2 separate regions of the Macaca mulatta genome follow, and region 1 is linked to region 2. Evidence: chromatin contacts called from public Hi-C data. All regions are on one chromosome and are shown on one strand. The core of a region is the stretch at or near the end of the contact, and the rest is flanking DNA. Distances in the headings are between cores, read along the strand shown. Region 1 holds the start of RAB4B (RAB4B, member RAS oncogene family). Region 2 holds the start of NUMBL (NUMB like endocytic adaptor protein).

What was found. A called contact is a pair of places that touch in the nucleus more often than the background predicts.
Region 1: a contact with region 2 is called in a Hi-C map of fetal cortex germinal zone, with 1.8 times the contacts expected there. The contact joins the promoter of RAB4B here to the promoter of NUMBL in region 2. A contact is called at or near these places in 2 of 14 Hi-C or Micro-C datasets (cortical neurons and fetal cortex germinal zone).

The regions. Positions count from the first base shown.
Region 1 is chr19:51,896,727-51,902,366 of T2T-MMU8v2.0, forward strand. RAB4B (RAB4B, member RAS oncogene family) reads left to right here and starts at 2,833. Exons shown (of 8, transcript XM_077982883.1): 1 at 2,833-2,977; 2 at 4,580-4,660; 3 at 4,945-5,059. The coding sequence starts at 2,962. It overlaps MIA (MIA SH3 domain containing), which reads left to right. Exons shown (of 4, transcript NM_001261282.1): 3 at 1,564-1,674; 4 at 1,984-2,012. The coding sequence ends at 2,007. LOC144337507 (a long non-coding RNA gene) reads left to right here and starts at 5,424. Exons shown (of 2, transcript XR_013410696.1): 1 at 5,424-5,640.
Region 2 is chr19:51,806,236-51,812,417 of T2T-MMU8v2.0, forward strand. It overlaps NUMBL (NUMB like endocytic adaptor protein), which reads right to left and starts at 2,753. Exons shown (of 10, transcript XM_077982833.1): 1 at 2,620-2,753. The coding sequence starts at 2,712. It overlaps COQ8B (coenzyme Q8B), which reads right to left. Exons shown (of 15, transcript NM_001265945.1): 14 at 3,994-4,080; 15 at 2,908-3,405. The coding sequence ends at 3,067. It overlaps LOC114674211 (a long non-coding RNA gene), which reads left to right and starts at 1,893. Exons shown (of 5, transcript XR_013410690.1): 1 at 1,893-2,742; 2 at 3,505-3,599; 3 at 3,983-4,853; 4 at 5,465-5,859; 5 at 6,157-6,182.

The DNA of each region.
Region 1 (5,640 bases), core at 1,583-4,082, 91 kb after region 2:
TTATTTATTTATTTTTGAGACAGTGTCTCACTCTGTTGCCCTGGCTAGAGTGTAGTGGCGTGATCTGTGCTCACTGCAACCTCCGCCTCCCGAGTTCAAGCGATTCTTCTGCCTCAGTCTCCTGAGTAGCTGGGACTACAGGCACGTGCCACCACGCCCGGCTAATTTTTGTATTTATAGTAGAGATAGAGTTTCACCATATTGGCCAGGCTGGTCTCGAACTCCTGACCTCATGATCCGCCCACCTCAGCCTCCCAAAGTGCTGGGATTACAGGCGTGAGCCACTGCGCCCGGCCCTTATTTGTTTATTTTTAATTTTTTCCGAGACAGAGACTTGCTCTGTCACCCAGGCTGGAATGCAATGGTGCGATCTCGGCTCACTGTAACCTCCACCTCTTGGGTTCAAGCGATTCTCCTGCCTCAGCCTCCCGAGTACCTGGGATTACAGGCATGCACCACCACACCTGGCTAATTTTTGTATTTTTAGTAGAGACAGGGTTTCACCATACTGGCCAGGTTGGTCTTGAACTCTTGACCTCATGATCTGCCCGCCTTGGCCTCCCAGAGTGCTGGGATTCTAGGTGTGAGCCACCGCCCCCCCAGCCTATTTTCACTTTATTTACCAATTTTAGGGCAGCTGCTATGGTCCCACGTTCTGTTCTAGATACCAAGATACAACAACAAATGATCCTTTAAATTTTATTTTTATTTTTTTATTTTTATTTTTTTTTGAGACGGAGTCTCGCTCTGTCACCCAGGCTGGAGTACAGTGGCCAGATCTCAGCTCACTGCAAGCTCCGTCTCCCAGGTTTATGCCATTCTCTGCCTCAGCCTCCTGAGTAGCTGGGACTACAGGCGCCCGCCACCTTGCCCAGCTAGTTTTTTGTATTTTTAGTAGAGACGGGGTTTCACCGTGTTAGCCAGGATGGTCTCGATCTCCTGACCTCGTGATCCGCCCGTTTCGGCCTCCCAAAGTGCTGGGATTACAGGCTTGAGCCACCGCGCCTGGCCTGATCCTTTTTATTTTAATGGAGAGAAATGAGCAAAAAGCAAGTCATAAAAAATAGCAGCCGGGCACGGTAGCTCACACCTGTAATCCCAAGTAAGGCCAAGTTGGGAGGATAGCTTGAGCCTAGGAGTTCGAGACCAGCCTGGGCAACATAGTAAGACCCCCCCCACAAAAAAAATTAAAAATTAACTGGCCGTCATGGCGTGTATCTGTGGTCCCGGCTACTCAGGAGGCTGAGGTGGGAGGATTGCTTGAGCCCAGAAGTTGAGGCTGCAGTGAGCCGTGATCATGCTACTGCACCCCAACCTGGGCGACACAGTGAGACCCTGTCTCCAAAATAATAATAAAAGCAAATATGCGCTGCTGTGAGTATTAACAGAGACTGACTTGGGTGGTCAGAAAAGGCTTCTGAACAGGTTACATTTAAGCTGAGATTCGTATGACAAGGATGGAGCCAGTTACATGGAGATCAGGGAGAAGGGAGAATGCAAAGCCTTCAGCAGGCATAAGCTTGCCATCTTCCCAGACCCTAGCTTTTAACTCCTCTTCCCTAGGTTCAGGGAGATTACTATGGAGATCTGGCCGCTCGCCTGGGCTATTTCCCCAGTAGCATTGTCCGGGAGGACCAGACCCTGAAACCTGGCAAAGTCGATGTGAAGACAGACGTGAGTGTCATGGGGGCTGGCAAAAAATCTGGGGGGAGGACCCTTAGGTTGTGGGGATGGGCAAAAATGCTCCCACCCTTGGCTCCCTAGGTGTGTGCGCTGGGAGAAATTCTTTCCCTGCCTCAATTTTCTCACCAGTAAAATGGGTTCGGTTGGGAGGTGCAAAGATTAGAGGGCTCTAGGCTAATTTGCGTAGCACTTGCGTGGCCAGACCTGGGCCCTGCAGCTGCAGCCTTTGCAAAAACCACTAGATCCTTTGTGGTGTGACCGCTGGTTTTCTCTCCACTGTTTCCCCTTTCTCTTTTTCAGAAATGGGATTTCTACTGCCAGTGAGCTCAGCCTACCGCTGGCCCTGCCGTTTCCCCTCCTTGGCTTTATGCAAATACAGTCAGCCCAGTGCAAACGGCCTGTCTCTGTGGTCTTTGGGGTGGGGTAGGGTGGGATGGGGACTATACAAATGAAATGTTTCTCTGGGTTCCTGAATCTAACCAGTTAACCCGCTGCATATGGTAACGTCAGTGGTTGCTAGGCAGTGTTTCACTGATGAAAGCCGTGTGCGGTAGGAGGGCTCCTAAGCTTAGGTTTCTGACACAAGCAAAGGAAAACCTAAGCAGCCCAACTAGGGGGTTGTAGTGTCCTCTCTAGACCAGTGGGAGGGAGCCAATGGGACTACGCGGAGGATATAAATCGCACAGCAAAGGTTTTCTTGGAAGATTATCTGCAAAGGGAGGCGGGAAGTAACCTGCGCCTATCTTCCGAGTTTTCCTCCTTTTTGCCTTTGAGACCAGTAACCGCTCCCGCCAGCTCAAGATCAGCTCCTCTTCCAGCCTCTTTCTGTCAATTCTGCCCGTGCCCCCTTCTTTGCATTCGTATCCCCTCCCCCAAGTCCGCTCCAATCCAATCCGGAGACTCGACTCTGCCCCCGGACTCCAGACTAAATCCGTTCCTCGGCTCGGCAAAGCAGCTCTGCACGTCCCTTCCCACTTGCTCAGCCAATCGCTGGCCTCGGCCCCGCCCCTTTGGGCTGGGCCCCTCTCATGCCACCAATCCGCGCCTTTTGTCCCGCCCTCTGCCCGCGAGTCCACCAATCCCGCCCTTCGGAAAGCGTGGTCTGGTATCCAGCTGCTGGAGCGGGTCGCGCTGGAGGGGGGCGGAGGCGGAAGTGGCGGTGCCGGGCCCGGGGAGTAGGAAGAAGCCGGGGCTGTAGCCGGAGTGGAGCGGCTGCCAGCCGAGGAGCAGGCGCGGCTGCGGCGCCATATTGCGGCCCTCAGCGGCCGCGACCGAGTCATGGCCGAGACCTACGGTGAGGGTGGTGGGCCGAAGCCGGGGTCCTGGGTCTGGGCCCCGGGAGGATGCGGCCTGTGGGAATGGGCGGGGCTTTGTAGATCAGGGGGCGGGGTCTGGTGTTATGGAGGCAGGGCCTAAGTGGATGCTGGGAGGGGTTTAGTGGGTCTGAGGCTGAGCTTAATCGATTTAGGTGGAGCCTGAAGGTCTGGTGCGTGGGTTAAATAGATCTGGGGCGGGATTTGAGGGAGCTGGTACTTAGGGGTTCAGGGAGGCCCTGAGGGAAGAGGTGGGCCTTAATGGATATGGGCGGAGCCTGAGTGAAGGGGCGGGGCTGACTGCGTGAATGGCAGGAGTCGGGCTTATGGGCTAGAGGGAACACTGGATGGAAGCTCGGGACCCTGGGGTTGATCTGGCTGGAGAGAGCTCTGGAATGGGTTTGGGTATGGGCTGTTCTTGAGTTAGGGGCAGGACTTAGTGGCAAGGGGTGGGGCTTATGCATGAGAATGGAGCCAGGGTCTGGGCAGAGGGAGGGAAGGAGAGGTCGGGAAGTGGAAAATCAGTAGGGATGCAGCACAGGAGGTGGTGATTGGAGGCGGGGGAAGCGCAGGTTTAGGAGTCAGAGGGAGCTGCATTCGTTCAACAAATACAGAAGAGAAGAGTGCAAAGACCCTGAGGTGAGAACCAGCTTGTCGTTTTCAGGGAATAGACTGAAGGTCAGGAGCTATAGTGGAGTGAATGAGTCAGAGGGTGGTAGGAGGTGAAGAGGAACAAGGGCTAGTTGGTAGTCCTTGTTTAAATAGCTTTCAAGAGACTTTAGCGATGGACTCTGGAGCCCTCGGCCTAAGTTTGAATCTCACTTCTGCCTAGCTCTGTCACTTGGGGCAAGTCAGTTAACCTCTCTGGCCTGTTTCCTCATCTGGAAAAGGGGAATAATTTTTAGGCTACCTCCCTCATAGAGTTTTCCTGAGGATGATGTGAGCTGTTGATGTGAGTAAAGACCTTTAGAGCTGTTCCTGGCCCACAACAACACACAATTGACCTATGTAACAAACCTGCACGTGTGGGCTGGGCACGGTGGCTCACGCCTGTAATCCCAGCACTTTGGGAGGCCAAGGTGGGCGGATCACCTGAGGTCGGGAGTTCGAGACCAGCCTGACCAACATGGAGAAACCCCGTCTCTACTAACAATACAAAATTAGCTGAGCGTGGTGGCGCATGCCTGTAGTCCCAGCTGCTCGGGAGGCTGAGGCAGGAGAATTGCTTGAACCTGGGAGGTGGAGGTTGCGGTGAGCCAAGATTGCGCCATTGCACTCCAGCCTGGGCAACAAAGAGTGAAACTCTTGTCTCGAAAAAACAAAAACAAGGACAAAAAAAACCTGCACATGTATCCCCTGAACCTAAAATAAAAGTTGAAAAAAATATATAGAATGTGCCTGGCACATGGCAAGTACTACATAAGAGTTATCTGTTACTGTTACCTATTGGTTTGTTTCTGCCTATGTCTGTTTCTCTCCCTCTAACTGTGACGGTTAGAGAGACAGATTGGATTGGAATCCATCTTTTTCCCTGTATCTTTCTCTCCCTGTGGGTATCCCTGATTTTGGCTCCATCTGGTCAGACTTCCTCTTCAAATTCCTGGTGATTGGCAGTGCAGGAACTGGCAAATCATGTCTCCTTCATCAGTTCATTGAGAATAAGTGTGAGTTTCCCGCAGTGGTCCTGGGAACCCTGAGCTGTGGCTATGGGCATGGTGTGGGCTGGTGGGCAGCTGGTGGGGAGGGCAGGGCTGGCCATAGGTACAAGTCCAGTCCTGGCTTTTTGGTCCTTGCTTTGTCATATGTCCTTTACTAGGTTCTCCTTGACCTCAGTCACTCCAGCAATGAGAATGGGTTTGTAGAGACTGAGAAGGCCTTGGAGGATGGGGGATCCTCTGAGCTGCCTCCTCTCTCCCTGCACTGCCCCTTCTGTTCCTCCCACTCCCAGTCAAACAGGACTCCAACCACACGATCGGCGTGGAGTTTGGATCCCGGGTGGTCAACGTGGGTGGGAAGACTGTGAAGCTACAGATTTGGGACACGGCTGGCCAGGAGCGGTTTCGGTAGGTGGGCTGGGCTCCCAAAGGTGATGAGGAGAGAGAGAGAGAGGGAAAGAGAGAGAGAGACGTGTGTGTAGAGTCACTTGGAGACACTGAGAGGGCAGACAAGGCAGAGAGAGAGAGAAGAGACACTGTAGTTAGCAGGTATATATATCCAAGGAGAGAGGGAGTACTGGAGAGAGAAAGAGATGGCGGAAGAAAAAGAGGTAGGGGCCAGATGCAGTGGCTCATGCCAGTAATCCCCGTGCTTTGGGAGGCCAAGGTGGGAAGATTGCCTGAGCCCAGAAGTTCGAGACCAGCCTGGGCAACATAGCGAGACCCCCATCTCAAAGAAAGAAAAAGAGATAGAGAAAAGTGGCTTGGGGAGGGGGTGAGGGATAGAGACTAAGAGACATTGAAACAGAAAGAGAAGGGGAAACTTGAGAGACACACACCCAGAAAGGAAAAGAGCAAGAGAGACAGAGACTAAGAGAATTGAAGAGAATGATAAGGGAGGTAAGGAGGCCCGGCACAGTGGCTCACACCTATAATCCCAGCACTTCGGGAGGCTGAGGCGGGTGGATCACTTGAGGTCAGGAGTTCGA
Region 2 (6,182 bases), core at 1,503-4,002:
AGATACAATGGCAGTCACACCGGCAGAGTTGCACAGACAGGTGTGTGTCACTCATGTGTATAAAATCAGGTAGAGACACAACTATAAACATTGTCAGTCACTGGGAGGGTCACACATGCACATGGAGCCATAGACAACTCCACTCACACACACAGTCACAACTCCACCCACATCCTGTCAGTCACACGCATGCCCACCCCCAGACTCAACACATACTGTCACATACCCAGTTATAGTTACCGAGGCATACAAACAGGGTCACAAAAGACATAATCACAGACAACCACAGTCACAACCATGCACACCTCCAAACACAGTCAGACTAAAAAGTACAGGATTCTGCATAGTAAGCAGCTGTCACACACACATACACAGTCAAATACTAGGGTCACACACAGACACAATCATAGACACCACCACAAGCACACACACAGGATTCCTGTCACCAGCTGCAGCGTACGCGTGCACACACACACACACAGCCACAGCCACACAAACACAGGGCACACTCCTAGCCACCTCCCCATTGCTTGCTTCCCCCCTTCCCCCCAGGTACCACACACAAAGCCGCCGTCACCGTCACCGCAGACGCTGCAGACAGACAGGGCTGCACCCGGTCCCTGGGGAGCCGCCCCCAGCCCAGCCTGTATGCTGGAGCCTGAGGGGCCAGGTCCGGGATGGGGGAGGCGGTGCATTGTCTGCGGGTGGGGCCACTCTTGGACAGCTGGGCAACCCTGGGGACAAAGGGGGTGGCCCAGGGGTTCTGTGCCCTGGGACCCTTGACCAAGCCAGGGGGTGGAGGGATTGGGGGTTGCCTGAAATTGTCCTTATTTTATTCAGGCTGGGGTGGGGTGGAGTCCCAGGCACGGGACCTTGTTTTGAGAAGGGGCTGTGCCTGGGACACCGCCCAAGGATTGGGGGGATGCTGTGCCCAGGGTGCCTCTGAGGCCTGGGGGCAGGCTGTGCTTGGAGTCCCCCCATGCCTTGGCGTGGTGGGAAAGCTGTACGCAGTGACCCCATCCTTGAGACCGTGCCTAGGGAGTTGTTGTGCTGAGACCCCCTTAGGCAGGGAGAGGTAAGGATTGTGTCTGGAATCACCTCCTGGAGGCCTTGGTTTGATACGGGGGCTGTATCCCCGACCCCATCTCCATCCCCATCTAGTTCCAGGAGTTGTACCTAGAATCTCTGTACCCCTGTCCTTGATTTTGTGGGAGGTCTGTGTCCAGGATCCCTATTTCCAGGGCCTTGGCAAGAGATGGCCCAGGGGTCTGTGCCCAAGACCCTGGTCTCCTGGGCTTTGGCTTGTTGGGCCTGTTCCTGGACCCCCACCCAGGACCACCCTCTCCAGCCTTGGCACCCTCTCTCCATCCGGGCGCCGCGGCCGCCTCCCACCCTCCGCCACATCAGCAGCGGCGCCGCCCCCGACCCGAGCCCCCCTCTCCCGCCCTTCTCACGCTGGCCGCCGCGCTGCGGGACATCCAGGGCCCGGGCGCCCCCGCCTCCCGCGGCCCTGGCTGGGCCCGGCTCCCCGACTGCTGCTGCTGCTGCTGCTGCTGCTGCGGTGGCGGCGGCGGCAGCTCGGTCTGACGCGGGCCAGGGCCCGGGGCCGGGGGATGGTGCGGGATGCACGCGCGCGAGCCTGCTCGGCTCCCGGGAGGATTCCGTTCCGGGGGCGGGGAAGCGTCCCTCGGCCTCGGCTCCCCGCCCCGGCCCCGCCCATTGGCCCGCCGCCTGCCGTATATGCAGAAAGACCCCGCCCCGCCCCGGCGCCTTGCCGGCCCTGCCCCGCCCCTTGGCCTGCAGACCCCGCCCCCACGCAGACACCACCCCGCCTTCCCCGGCGCGGCCACCGCCCCGCCACGCCCATTGGCCAGTCCCGGGCTGAGCATGCCAATGAACATCGCCGAGTCGTTCCCCCGGTCCATCGGGCCTGGACTCCCTTCCCCTCCGTGACCCCTGACCTCAGATCCCCTCCAGCTCCGCGTCCGGAAGAGTTGCTTCTGGAGGTGCCTTGCCGCCCCACACCCTCAAATCTTCCCGCTAACCCCATGGTTCCCCAGCCCGGCGGGGGCGGGCAGAAGCGGTGACGAGGCACTTTTTGCAAGCAAGGGGAGGGGGTGTGAACAGACCAAGGCGTCCTGGTGCGCGATCGGTTCGGCTTTGGGAATGGGGGCGCCGGGCTGGGACCAGGGCGCGGTTCTGGCCGCTGCGGCGCCCCCGCCGCCCCCTACGCCAATCCTGTGGGTTTGGCAAAGCAGCTGGCAGGGACATTAGAGCCCATTAGTAAAGGCGAGGTTGCCGGGAGCGAGGGGAGGGAGCCTCCAGCCAAGAGGCACTGTGTGTGGGGGAGGCCTCAGCTGCCACAGCCCTTAGAGCAGGTGGTCAGCACGTGGGGGGGTGGGGAAGGCGAGAAGGAGGTTCCCGGCAACAGATGGCACAGGCAGGGCTGGGGCTTTCAGACAAGGGGGTGGAGGGGGCTGGCCATCTGCACCTGGAGGCCGCTGGCGAGCTCCTCCCCCTCTCCCCGGAACCCTAGCGCAGAGAAAAGAGCTGGGGGAAGGGGAGGGTTGCTTTTATTCCGACTGAAGGTTCAGCTCCCCCCTCCCCCCGCACCCCTACCTCTCCAACACACTGAGAGGCTGGAACCCGGGAGAAGGCAGCTGTTGGAGGAGCGAGGGAGGCAGAGGTGAGGACTGCCTCCAGGACCACCATCTCGCCTTCCACGGCAGACTTGAGGCAGAGGTGAGGGCTCCCCCTGATGAGTCCGGATCTGAAAACGGCATGCAGGGGCACAAGGCTCCCTCAAATGTTGGCACAGATAAGTTAACTGCTTCCCTGGCTTAGAGTTCCCGGATGCCCACTTTAGAGTGGGGAGGTACAGGATCTAGGGCATGAAGTTGGGAGTTCCCCAGCCCCAGGGATCCTGAGCTCCTGGGCCAAGGAGGAGAGCCAGGCAAGACTGGGAAGCCCAGGGGGCTCCCCTGACCCAGGGCAGACGGGGAAGGGCTAAGAGGCACTACAGCAGGGTATGGCCTGCTTTGGGGACTGAATCCCCCATGGAGGCTGTCATGAGGGATCTGCCCAGGAGTCTCCTTTGGTGGGGAGGCTGCCGGCAGTGGCTGCGTCTGGCTGGCGACTGGCCCAGTAGCGGTGGTAGGTGTCCTGGAAGAGGTCCCTGCAGGCGATGTGAGCTTGGAGGCGGGCACAGGCCAGGAAAGCCCCTGCCAGCTTGCGGTGCAGGGCATAGGTCTCCTCGGGTGGGGGGCGCAGCCGGTGCCGCAGCAGCACGGGGATGAGGTCCTGGATGCGGCGGGCAGTTTCCCCCGACCCAAAGTCATAAGGGCCCTGGGTGGCGAAGGGCTCCCCCAGGATCATCACTGCCTCCACGTGGGCGTCGGAGAATGCCTGGGGGTGGGGTGGCGGGGGGGACAGCAAAGGCAGCCAGTGTGGACATAGAGCTCTCTGTATAACCCAGAAGCAACATGTAGCCTCCACTCCCTCCAGTCTCCACCATCAACACAAGCCCGGACTCCCCCAAGAGTGAGCAGCTTCCGCTCCTTCTAGAACCTGGACTAGACAAGCAGCTCCCTATTCCCTGAGTAAGCACCCCTCGCTTCCCCGCAGAGCCTCCAACAGACAAGTCACCCTCTACTCTCTCTACAATAGAGAAGCGGCCCCTGCCCCTCCTGAACAGATCCACAGTGCCCATGTTCCCAGGGTTCCTGAGGAGTCAGGCCGCCGCCTCCCCCCACTCCTCCCACTCCTCCCCAAAGCCCCCAGCAAGAATAAGCATCCATCCTAGAGTCCCCTACTGCCTGGGTATAGACAGAGAGCCTCCATTCTCCCTAGTAGAGACAAGCCCCTCCTAAAGCCCCCAGTCCCCAGGTATAGACATGCCCCATACCCCACTCGCGTTCCTCAGTGGAGATAAGCAGCCCCCCACTGTACCCCACCAACAGACACCCGTCTCTTTCTCCTGCAGTGTCTCCCCACCTTGGTTTCAAAGCCTGTGAGGAATTTGAGGTCCCTGGACTTCTGTAGGACACGGTCTCTGTCTCCGTCAGCTGCAGCCTTCACCACCTGGGGAGACGGGTGGGAGTTAGAGGGACAAAGGCCGGGGCTCAAGGGGCCTCTGAAGAAGAGGAGCTGGAAGCCTGGGCCTCCCGTGTACCCACCTCCATTCTCATCTGCCTGGGCCCTCCGTCACCTGGAAGCTTCCTGCTCCCCACTCTGCCGGTCTGTGACTCCCTTAAAGACTGTTCCAGAGCCTGGAGTGGAGGTGGGCAGGGATCCTGCCCGCCTAGCTGGCAATGTGGGGCCTGCCCGGGAACTGCCACAGTGAAACAGTGCAAGGAACACGTGTCAGGGCTGCTGGTGGGTCCAAACACTCAACTGGACAGGTGTGGGCGTGACCCAGAACTGCATCCAAAGTTGCCAGGGGCTACCTCTCTGTCTCCCGCACTGGACTTTAAGCCCTGTGAGAGCAAGGATCCCAGTTGGGTATAGTCGCGTGGGGCACAGGGTCTGGTGCTCAGGAGGCCCTGGGTGAACCTTGCTTTAGCAAATGAGTGTGTGGAGCAGAGCAGCTCTCCAGCCATAAGCTCATACATACAGGGCAGGAGTTGTGGGCATGGACAGACACCCAGCTGGGGCCAGCTGGCTAGGGCTCCATCCCAGCTCTGCCACCTGCCGGCCTGTTGGGCCTCCACTTTCTCATCTGTGAAGTGGGGATGCTAAAAGTGTCTTCCTCATGGGGCTGTTGGGAGGATAAAGAAGGTGATGCCTGTGGAATGCCTGGCGCTGTGTCTCATGCAGGAAGCACCGAAAATATCATAATCTACCATTATTAAGAGGTGGGCACGGGGGTCCCAATTTCACAGAAGGGGAAGCAGACCCGGAGTAGGGACTGGAACCTGGGTCACACCCCTCACCACTGGGTTGCCCGTTTTTGTAAGGAGAGGGGTTCGGGATTAATTCCATTCCCTCTCTGCTCCCCCTGCCCAAGCCTGTCTGGCCATCTGTCAGGCCTGTGGTCCTCAGAAGCCGGTGTGATGGGGCTTTTATAAACTGGCAAAGGCTGAGGCCTGGGTAGGAGGGGAGGGTGTCAGTGGGGAGCAAAATGTCCCAGCTACCCAAAGGGCCTTGGCTTTGTGCCTCAGTGGCCCGCGGAGAGGGCCCCAATGGGCCCGTGTGTAAGGGGTTATCACCTCCTCTTCCTGTTCCCATCTCAGAGGTGGCCCCCCCAGTCCCCAGGCCAAATCCCTGGACACCTCCATCGCTGACTTCCAGCCTGTCTGCTCCCATGGATTACCAGCTGGGCATCTCCCAGCCACCCCTCTGCCCCTCTCCACAGCTGCCCCGGGCTCCCAGCCCCCAGGTTTAGAGACCACTTCTTATTCAGAGGGAGTTTTCAAATTCTAACTGCATCCTTTCCCTGCTCAAATCTTTTTCCACGGCTCTGCAGGGCACCTGGATACAGTACGAGCTGCAGAGCGCGGCCTCCAAAATCCACAGTGATTTGCTGCACCCTCGTCACTGGCTCCTGTGCTGCTCCCCCACCTGCCCTCCCAGTCAGAATGGGAGCTTCCTTTGGGTCCTCTAGGGCCTTACTACTACAAGTGTGGTCCCCATACGGGTAGCCTTGGCATCACGTGGGCGCGTGTCAGAACACAGCGTCTTACACCCACCTCCAGACCAGAATCTTCACCTGCACAGGATCGCCAGGCTTCACAGGCACATCCAAGTCTGAGAAGTGCTGCTCTAATGGGAATATCCCTTATCACCGCCTGGCCTTGGCACATGTTGTCTATCTGGAATACCCTCCGAGCCTTTTCCCAATTGGCCCCCCTCATCCCTTAGGTCTCAACGCTGACAATCCCTCCTCCAGGAAGCCCTCCCTGGCTCCCCAGGCTGGGTCAGGCTCCTCCTCTGGGTTCACAGTCCCCTGTGCTTCCCCCATCCCAGCCTTATCCATGCTGGGTCCTCACTGTCCCCTCTCTGGACCATGAGTTCTGTGAGGAGGGGCCTAGGCTGGTCCCAGGTCACTGCTGTGTCTCCAGCTTTGCCTAGAACACAGCTGGGCACAGAGAGGGGTCAGAAAACATTTAGATTGGCTGGGCAGGGGGGCTCATGCCTGTAATCCCAGCACTGTGGGAGGCCAAGGCAGGAGGATCACCTGAGGT